Linked DNA regions of Mus musculus: all the other regions are linked to region 1. Evidence: chromatin contacts called from public Hi-C and HiChIP or PLAC-seq data. All regions are on one chromosome and are shown on one strand. Each heading gives the region's core, a stretch centred on a gene start, on an enhancer-like site or on the middle of the called end of the contact. The rest is flanking DNA. Distances are from core to core; before and after follow the strand shown. Region 1 holds the start of Fam78b (family with sequence similarity 78, member B). Region 2 has its middle 36 kb from the start of Gm33404. Region 3 has its middle 11 kb from the start of Gm33404.

What was found. A called contact is a pair of places that touch in the nucleus more often than the background predicts. HiChIP or PLAC-seq counts read pairs in DNA pulled down with a chosen protein or histone mark.
Region 2: an H3K4me3 HiChIP or PLAC-seq map of the 230-238 cell line shows a contact between it and region 1, with 27 read pairs. The contact joins the enhancer-like site here to the promoter of Fam78b in region 1. A contact is called at or near these places in 1 of 39 promoter capture datasets (pre-B cells), 2 of 15 datasets of contacts at CTCF or cohesin (the NIH/3T3 cell line and large pre-B cells), 4 of 484 Hi-C or Micro-C datasets (the 63-12 cell line, the C10 cell line, the N1E-115 cell line and 1 more), 5 of 115 datasets of contacts at active chromatin or transcription factors (the 230-238 cell line, bone marrow-derived macrophages, cardiomyocytes and 1 more) and 3 of 9 other capture datasets (adipose tissue, embryonic stem cells and liver).
Region 3: a Hi-C map of the N1E-115 cell line shows a contact between it and region 1, with 2.9 times the contacts expected there. The contact joins the enhancer-like site here to the promoter of Fam78b in region 1. A contact is called at or near these places in 3 of 39 promoter capture datasets (hippocampal neurons, neural stem cells and pre-B cells), 1 of 484 Hi-C or Micro-C datasets (the N1E-115 cell line), 4 of 115 datasets of contacts at active chromatin or transcription factors (embryonic forebrain, forebrain, large pre-B cells and 1 more) and 4 of 9 other capture datasets (adipose tissue, embryonic stem cells, liver and 1 more).

The regions. Positions count from the first base shown.
Region 1 is chr1:166,999,956-167,002,753 of GRCm38.p6, reverse strand. It overlaps Fam78b (family with sequence similarity 78, member B), which reads right to left and starts at 1,337. Exons shown (of 3, transcript NM_175461.4): 1 at 926-1,337. The coding sequence starts at 1,188.
Region 2 is chr1:166,818,135-166,820,932 of GRCm38.p6, reverse strand. No RefSeq gene overlaps it. Among named protein-coding and RNA genes, the nearest start is that of Gm33404, 36 kb to the left of the region's middle. Within about 2 kb of position 1,337, at least 60 of the 459 cell types and tissues checked have an H3K27ac peak or open chromatin away from gene starts, as enhancers often do. A contact at or near this core is called in the 230-238 cell line, the 63-12 cell line, adipose tissue and 2 more, where this site is marked.
Region 3 is chr1:166,842,458-166,845,255 of GRCm38.p6, reverse strand. No RefSeq gene overlaps it. Among named protein-coding and RNA genes, the nearest start is that of Gm33404, 11 kb to the left of the region's middle. Within about 2 kb of position 1,470, at least 41 of the 459 cell types and tissues checked have an H3K27ac peak or open chromatin away from gene starts, as enhancers often do. A contact at or near this core is called in the N1E-115 cell line, embryonic forebrain and neural stem cells, where this site is marked.

The DNA.
Region 1 (2,798 bases), core at 88-2,587:
TCAAAGCTAGTGTGGTTCCAGGGCAGGATGTCCGCCCCTGGCGGCCGCAGAGCCCTGGCGATCTAGGTGCACCGCAGCTGCCAAACCCTCAGCGCGCTCTAACCGGCGCTGCTGAAGGAAGTTGGAGAGCTCCCAGCCAGCCGACTGGATAGGCGGTGGGCGCCTGGGAATCCCTTCCAGCGCCGCAATTAGGAAAGTTTTGAAAAGTAAAGACCCCAGACAGATGAAGTGTCTCATCCTTTCCTTGAGCCTAAGAAACACCTCGTGTTACACCAGGCTAGCACAAGGCCACCAGTTTCTCTTGGCCCGGGAGCATCCGGTGCCTTCCAGCTCCCCACCGCCCCAGAATTGGTCCTCAGGGCGCATAGCTAGAGGGGCTTTCTGCCCAGCTGGAGATTCCAGGCAGAGATGCTCCTTAGGCTCGCTGGCCTGGGAAGCAAAGGCAGAACCTCTAACTCCCATTCCTACACCCTGGACCTTCTCTTCCAAGCCAGCTTGATTTTCTCCAAAAGACGCACGACACAGCCCATGCGCCCCCGGGACTCCACTCCTCTCCCCAAACTTCCCAGGGAGACCCACAAATACAGACTGCGCCCCCAAACTCCCACGACAATCGCCAATCATCCTATCTTTGCCTCTTGTACCCTCCCAGTCGCGTTCTTCCTGCCCCTCACTATTCTCCTCGCCTCTCCGAGGAAGTCAGAAGCAAAGCACGAGAAAATGCCTTCGCGAGGAGCCTCCCGTCACCCGCCCTGTCACTGAAACAAAAGCGCAGGGAGGAGGGAGGTGGGTGGGGAGGCAGGAGGAAGGTTCGGAAAGAGATGGGGGCAACGGTAAGAGGGGTTGGGGAGGGGGTTCAGAATGGAGAGTGGAGAAAGGGGCCAGGACCCCGCTCCCGCGCCGCGTGGCGTGGCCGGTCGCTTACATGCCCAGGTCGCTGTAGGTGTTGAAGAACTCCATCTGGTTGCATGCCTGGATCCAGCCCACCACCCAGGTCTCGTGGCGGGGGATGGGGGGCATGACCACACGGGCCGAGGCTTTGAAGTAAGGGGTCTTGTAGCGCAGGACGATGGGCGAGGTCTCCTCGATGCGCGTGGGGCACTGGTCGATGGTGGCGCACACATCGTACACCACGATGTTCTCGCGCCGGATCCGCGCCTTGCAGGTGATGCTTTGGATACAGCCCATCCTGCCGCCCGGCGCCGGCGCGGCGCGGCGTGGGGCAGCGCGGGGGCCCGGCGCGGGCAGCCGCGGGCACCCGTCACGCCGGCATGGCGACGCGCCGCTCGCTCCCGGTCCAGCTCAGCTAGCGCCTAAGAGCGAGGAGCCGCCGCCGCGGGGCATCCTCCGGGGAAGCCCCCTCCCCTTTCCGCGCGCTGGGTCGCGGCTGCCCCGACGCCCGCCCACGCCCGCCTCCTCGCTCCAGCAAGGGCGCGCGGAGCGTGCGCTCCTAGGAGGCGGCGGGCGCTCTCTCCGGCTCCCGTGCCCCGGCGGAGGGCAGGGAGGGGAGCGGCGCTGCGAGGAGTGGTGCCCACCCCGGGCCGGAGCCCCCCGCCCTTCGCCGGAGAGGAGGAGGAGGAGGCGGCGGCGGCGGCATGGAGCTGCGGGAGGGTGGCGGCGGCAGCGCCCGGTTTGTCTGTTTCCGCGGCGGCAGCAGCAGCAGCCGCCGCCGCCGCCGCCGCTGCATGAACCTCTGCTGCACCGCGGCTGCCCCCCGCGTGCAGCGCACCCAGCGGCGGGCGAGCGGGCGGCCCGAGCGGCAGGCGGAGGCAGGCGGCGGCGGCGGAGTCCGTGTTCCCTCCCGCCCCGCCCTGGAGCCGGACAGCGCCCACACTCCCGCATCCGGCTGCGGGGGCGTGTGGGGGGCGCCAGGGGACCGTAGCCCCGGGCGGAGAGCCCAGCGGGCTAGGGCTACGGGGGACAAGCTCCGCGGAAGAGACTGGCTGTACGCCATGAGTTTGTCCCTCTTCGGCTGCCGTCCGGGGGGGGGGGTAGTGTGCAAGGGTGGGGGTGTTTAAAGGGCCGCTAGCTCCCGGGCGGGGCGCGGCACGTGGGGTTGGGCGGGGCCGGGACCCCGGTAGGTGGCGCCCCGCGGGTGATAGTGGGGTGTAGAAGCGGGACCCTGCTTATTGGGATGGGTGGGGCCGGGAGGGCGCGGCGCGGTTCAGAGTATAGAGGGAACCACAGTGGGGTACGGTGAGGCTGCGGGAGGAGAGATGTTGGAGAATCAGCTCCAGCTGAGATGTATCGTTGTGATATAGTTTGTTAGAGTTGGGTGTGACCTCCAGCAGTGCCACGAAATAGATTTACTACCTCGTTCACTGGTCCGCATTTTCCTTTAGTCTAGTAGAAGCTTTATTTTTTAATTTAATTTTATTTTTTTGCACCACAGTATTGAGAGTGAAACCTGAGAAATCCCATTGGAGGCTGACACAAAATCACCCCAAATGCCAGTGTTAGTCGAGGCACCAGCTCAGTCTACTCATGGCCTGTTTTCATATCACCCCTCCACAATCTCTGAAAATACTCTTATCAGAACAACACACAGTGTGTATGTGTGTGTGTGTGTTGGGGGGGGGGGTTGTTGGAGCTCCTTGGGAAACACTGCCTTTTGAATGTCTTGTGTCTTTAGACAAGTTGTACTTAGTGGAATCATCTAGGTAGATTAGAACGCTTAGCTACCCTCCCAGTCTTACCTAAGGCCTGTTAAATACAAACAGAAGTTCAGGGCTTTATAGAACCCAGGAGGATTAAAGAGTAACCACTTGATTCTACAAAGTCAAGGCGCCAATTTGTAG
Region 2 (2,798 bases), core at 88-2,587, 180 kb after region 1:
CCCATGTCATTTGTTTATAATTTTTATTTTACTTTATGTGTTTCAGTGTTTTTCTTGCACATGTGTCTGTATACTATGTGAGTGCCTGGCGCCCGCAGAGCTTAGAAGAGGAGAGCAGATCTTCTGGAATTGGAGTTCCAATCAGGTGGGTGCTGAGAACCAATCCTGAGTCCTCTAGAAGAACAACCACCTCACCACCCCTCCCCACGTTATTATGTCATATTAATATTGAGAGGCATTTTTAAGTGTCTGCATGATAGCCCAGAGAGGGGCTGGGTTCCCATTTACTTCTACCATTGCCGTGTCTGCTTCTTTGTCCCCAGCACTACTCAAAGGTTAAGCCCTCAGCAAATGAACCATTGCTCTTCCTGGACTTCAGCCATGTGATTAGGGGACAGGTATTGGGCTGGGTGAGGGATCCTACTTATCATACACCCCCTCCATCCTTTGGCTACCTTGCTGAGAGAGGCTGAAGCATAACTCATCAGAAGTTCCTTGGAGAGAACCCAGGTGAGGTGGGTAATCCTGGAGCTACCATGTCAGCCTGGGCTCCCAGAACAGCCAGCCTGAGAACTTCAAGCAGAGAGAAATGGAGAGGAGAGAAGGATGAGAGAGCCAGGGACTGGAAGAGAGGGGACACAGAGGAGAGGATTGAGCCCAACAGCTGTTACTCCACTGAGTAAGGCTCCTGGAACTCACCTCACTCTACGCCTTCCTGGAATCTGTCACATCAGCTGACATCTCCTTTACGTCTCTCATGCTCACGTGACATGACCGTCTTTTTTTAATTTACAAATTATTACGCTTTCCCTAGCATAACTTCAGGAATGGGAGTTTAATATTCAAGGTTTTTAGAGCAGATGGTTGATAAACATTGTCAAAGCGAACTGACCTAAGAGAACTTCCCCAGGAGAGAATCAGACAGTATCCAGTCCGGGCTTCAGAAGCCGGCTGACAGAGGGTTGAATTGTGAATTCTAAGATATTTGACAATTGACTTCATATATATGATATTTTCTTCACTTTCATATTCATTAACACTATAACCTCTAGCATTTGTTGAAGCTCCTGTGTGAGGCATATGGTAACCCGTGGTTTGCAGTTCTGGGTAAATTAATCCCAAGGGCATTCTTTCTCATGGCCTTGTTATGATCTGTAAAGCGAGAATGGACTGAAATAGCCAACAGGAAGCATCAAGCTGAGACAATGTTTTTCTCCTCCTTTTTCCTTCGGGGTATAATCTTAACCCTTCCTGTGCGGCCAGAATACAGAAGCCCCTTGACTTTTGCACAGACAAATCTGTTTCCTGTTTGTCACTCTAACTTGCTATCCGTCATCTCCTGGCCTTTGTACAGCAGTTGGTGTGAGATCAGAAATGACGCAAGCCACACAAGACTGGAGCCCAGCAGATGCAAGTAATATGCCGTGCTCTGAGGAAGAATAAAAGTCACAAAGACGCCAACTTTCTTTAGTTTGTAAATTTAATCCAGTTGTCCACAAACCAAGAAAGCTGGTTCTGAAGTTCACACGGAAACTTAGACAAACTGGAGCGACCAAGGGCGTTTCTGAGGACAAACATTAGTGAGGGCAAATTAGCCTCTTCTCAAGAGCAATGGCGTTCTACAACTTCAGTAATGAAAACAGTGGGATGTGGGTATCTGAGTGGACAAACAGACCATAAAACAGACTAGAAAAGCTAGAAAAAGGTCCAGCTAAGGAAATGATTTTGTAGATTTAGTAGTGAAGGGTGTGTGTGTGTCAAAATCCACATTAAACAGCACACCATTGGCAAGGTTCTGGACACAGGAAGAAGTGCCACAAATCACAGACTGGAATTCTATAAGGGGAGAGCTGCTCATAGTGAGGAAAACTACATATGCACCAGACCTTCCTCTAGAATCTTGTCTGTAGATTAAAATGTACATATGTAAAAATGTTAGGTGTGCAAAAGTTATTTTAGCCAATATATAGTAAGAAGTACAAGTGTCTGGCAATGGGAGCCTGGATAAACTGTGGTCTAACTGCACATTCGAATGCTAATCAGTTTCAACACCACACAGGAAGTGGCAGGGAGGCATCGAGGCAGTGAGGCAGCCGTTACTGAGCTCAGTGGGTGAAGAAAGCTTACAGCAAAAGCCTAAAGACCTGAGTCCAATCTCCAGAATCCATGTGAAAAAGCCAGGCATGGGGCGCATGCGTATTACCCAAGCATGGAGAAGCAGAGACAGGAAGATCCCTGAGGTTGGCTTAGCAGCCAGCCTAGCCACTCTGGAAGAGTTCTAGGTCAGTAAGAGACCCTTCAAACAAAGAAAGAAACAAAGTGAACAAAGCTTCCTGTGGAATGGACTAAGGTCCTCCTCTAGCCTTCACATGCACAGGTACACACAAGCACACATGCATACCATACACATGCACATACATGTAATCATATGAACAGGTATACACACACATAGAGACACACACAGGAGGACACACCACACACACACACACACACACACACACACACACACATACACACACACACACACACACACACACACACACACACACATCTGCCAGGTATGGTAGTGCATGCCTCTAGTCCCACACTAGGAGCAGGGAAGCAGGAGGATCAAGGTCAGAGTGTCAGCTAGTTTGGGCAAAGCCAGCCTGGGCAAATATCTCAGAAACAAAAATCAAATAAGCAAACAAATGAAAATAGGTGGCAAGATTGAATACTGTGTAATCCATCTGAATAGCAGAGGGAAGTGTTGAATGTGTTCGTAGTTGCTGCTATCTGTGTAAAGAAACACTGCAGAA
Region 3 (2,798 bases), core at 221-2,720, 160 kb after region 1:
AGATTTTTCCCAAGTATTTCTAGTCCGTGAGTGCAATCTCTTTATTGGAAGTGATCAATGACCATGCGATACTTTATTTCACGGAGAGCAGCTTTCTCTTGGTCTCAGGGCTGACCACTTGGGATTGGAACTGTGTGCTTCCGGGTGTATACATGCATGCACTCATGAGAATACATGCAGAGGCCAGAGGTCATCACTGAGTTGCTCTCCACTTTAACCTTATGAAAAATTAACTAATTCTTTGAGAATTTCATGCAATGTACTTTGAGCATGCTCACCAGCAATTCCCTCTCTTAATCTTCCCAGATTTACCCCCACCTCCATAAGCCTTCCCCCCACTCATATCAACAAGACCCCAGGATCCCCCTATCTCTGCCTCCCAGTGCTGAGGTTACAAATGTCCATTACCACACCCAGCTTCACACCAGTGGGTGCTAGGAATCTGAACTCAGGTTTTTACGCTTATGCAGCAGATTTTTAGCCACTGGGTCATCTTTTCAGTGCACGGATTAGTTTTCATGTGGTTATAGTGAGGTCAGTTTACAATGAGGATGAAATCCTAGACTTACAATGCTGCTAGCTATCTACGGAGTTGGGAGTTTACAACGATCATGTGTGCCATGCGTGATTTCCTTATTCGTACTTGAGGAAGTTGAGGATTACATGGATGTCAAAGTATCTCGGCTATAGAGGGATTTAAACTCAGCCGGAAAATTCTAAGCTTCTGTTCTAACAGAGGTGCAACCTATGTGGCATTAGGGGGCTCACAGTGGCATCCCACTTAACCCCCACATCACGAATGTGTGTTATGCGATGGGAGGTAAAGGGACAGTTTTTGGTTCTTGCTATGAACAAATGCTAAGACTGAAGTTTACTCTAAGGCAGACTGATCTGGGAAGACCTTCTTCCTCTGTTGTTCCTATGTAAGTGGTAGCACTTTAAAGATCACTGAAAGTCATTGAACTTTAAAATGACACTAAGCATAAGGTTGTTTTGAGAGGTGAATGAAATGAGTGCATGTGGCATGCTTAACTCCAGTGTGGCACTTGATTATTAAAGGTAAGTATTTCAACCATGGTAGTAGTGACAGACAACAGAACTTACTCTGTAAGAGTTCTGGAGTGAGACTGATTTGTCATTGAAGTCGTTTCAACGTATGGAGACATGAATTTTACAGGCAGTGTACTTTGCCCTAAGAAATGGGCTAGCCTTGCCTTCCGTGTCGGTTAGTGTGTGTTCACATGTATTTCTGCGCACTGTGCATCCACACAGATGCACTTGAAATAGTCTCACTCCTTGGCACCATCCACAGTTTCCTGGGCCTCTGGAGAAATTTGGAACCACACTTTTGCAGCCCCCTGAAGCCCCACCGTGCCGCTCCATCTGACAAGACAGCCTTGGCAAGTCCAGGTTTATTACCAATTCCCTAGGCTCTAGGAAGCCGGGGCCCTGCTAATGTGCTGCCTTCCAGCTGCCAGAGCCCTCCCCGGCTTCTGGCACTTGCTCTCCTATGGCTTTCTGATGCTGTCGCAGCAGCTCCTAATCGTCTCTGGCTTCTTGTCCTTCTTTTTCACTGAGTAAAGCTTAGCATGTAGATCATTTTCTGCTAATCGTTAGCTAATGTGCCTTCCATTTGTCAGCGGGCTTGTATCTGCCCCACTCTTCTCTTTGACGCTGGGGCAGGTGTAAAAGGAAAAGGTCCTTATTGTTCTCCTAATCTCTCCCGTGACTCGCCCCTCCCCCTTCTCTCTCTCTCTTCCTCTCTAAGCTCTTACTGACACAGCAGATTCTTAACTTGCGTCCTTTGATTTTTTTTTTTTTCTTCCAAAGTACAGGCGGTTGGTTGCTTAACTCCTTGGTGCCAGATGTGTATTTATGAAGCCTTTCCCTATTCTTTTTTTTTTTTTGCCTTTCCCTATTCTTTTCAGGTTTTGTGTTTCCCTTTATGTGACACTCACTAACTTTAAGAGAATTCCCCCTTCATCCCCGAGTGAAGAATGCCTTAGAGTATAGCTAGGAAGGAAAGCACAGAGGTTGCTTCACCTGCTATTTGATGTTTCTGCTTCCCTTCTGTTATCTATTCCTTATCTGTTATAATTCGTGTGACTTTATCTGTATTGATAGTTCTACCAATATCCATGTAAAACGTTGGTTGATATTGAGTATGGCAGCCTGGGAGCAGACCAGGCATGGTGAGTATTTATAAACTAGGGATTAAAGGGCATATGTTCAGATGCTATAGCAGTCCTCTCCTCGAGTGGAGACAGGAATGGCAGCTGGTCATCTCCAACCTGTTCCTCACCAGAATATTAGACTGCTCATAAACTGCTAGGATTTCAGTACTTGATTGAGTTTAAGACTTAAGTTGTTCTGAAATCTCTCCCCCATTTCCATAAAAAACAAAAACAAAAAAAACCTGTCTACTTTTTCTTAAGAGACTATTTCTCATTTTAAGACTCATCTCTCTCTGGAGTCTTTCTGGTACTTGGCGTTTGCTGCACAGATTCTGGCCCCGCGGCAGGTCGTTTTGTATCTTCCTGTGTGTTTGCATCCAGCCTGTTTGGTATCATGCCAAACTGCTTAGTATGTGCGAGTTACAACTGTGAGGAAATGCTGTATATCACATGAATGTAAAGCTCTTGAGGTTTAGGTAGCTTGTGCCCTATTGTCTTAATCTACCAGTAAGTTCTTAGTGCATATAGGAACATCCTGGGGACCTGAATTTAAAAGATTCTGGCCTTCTTTCTCAGCTAGATGAATCCCAAATTGCATGTCTTAGGGACCTGAAATGAAGTAAA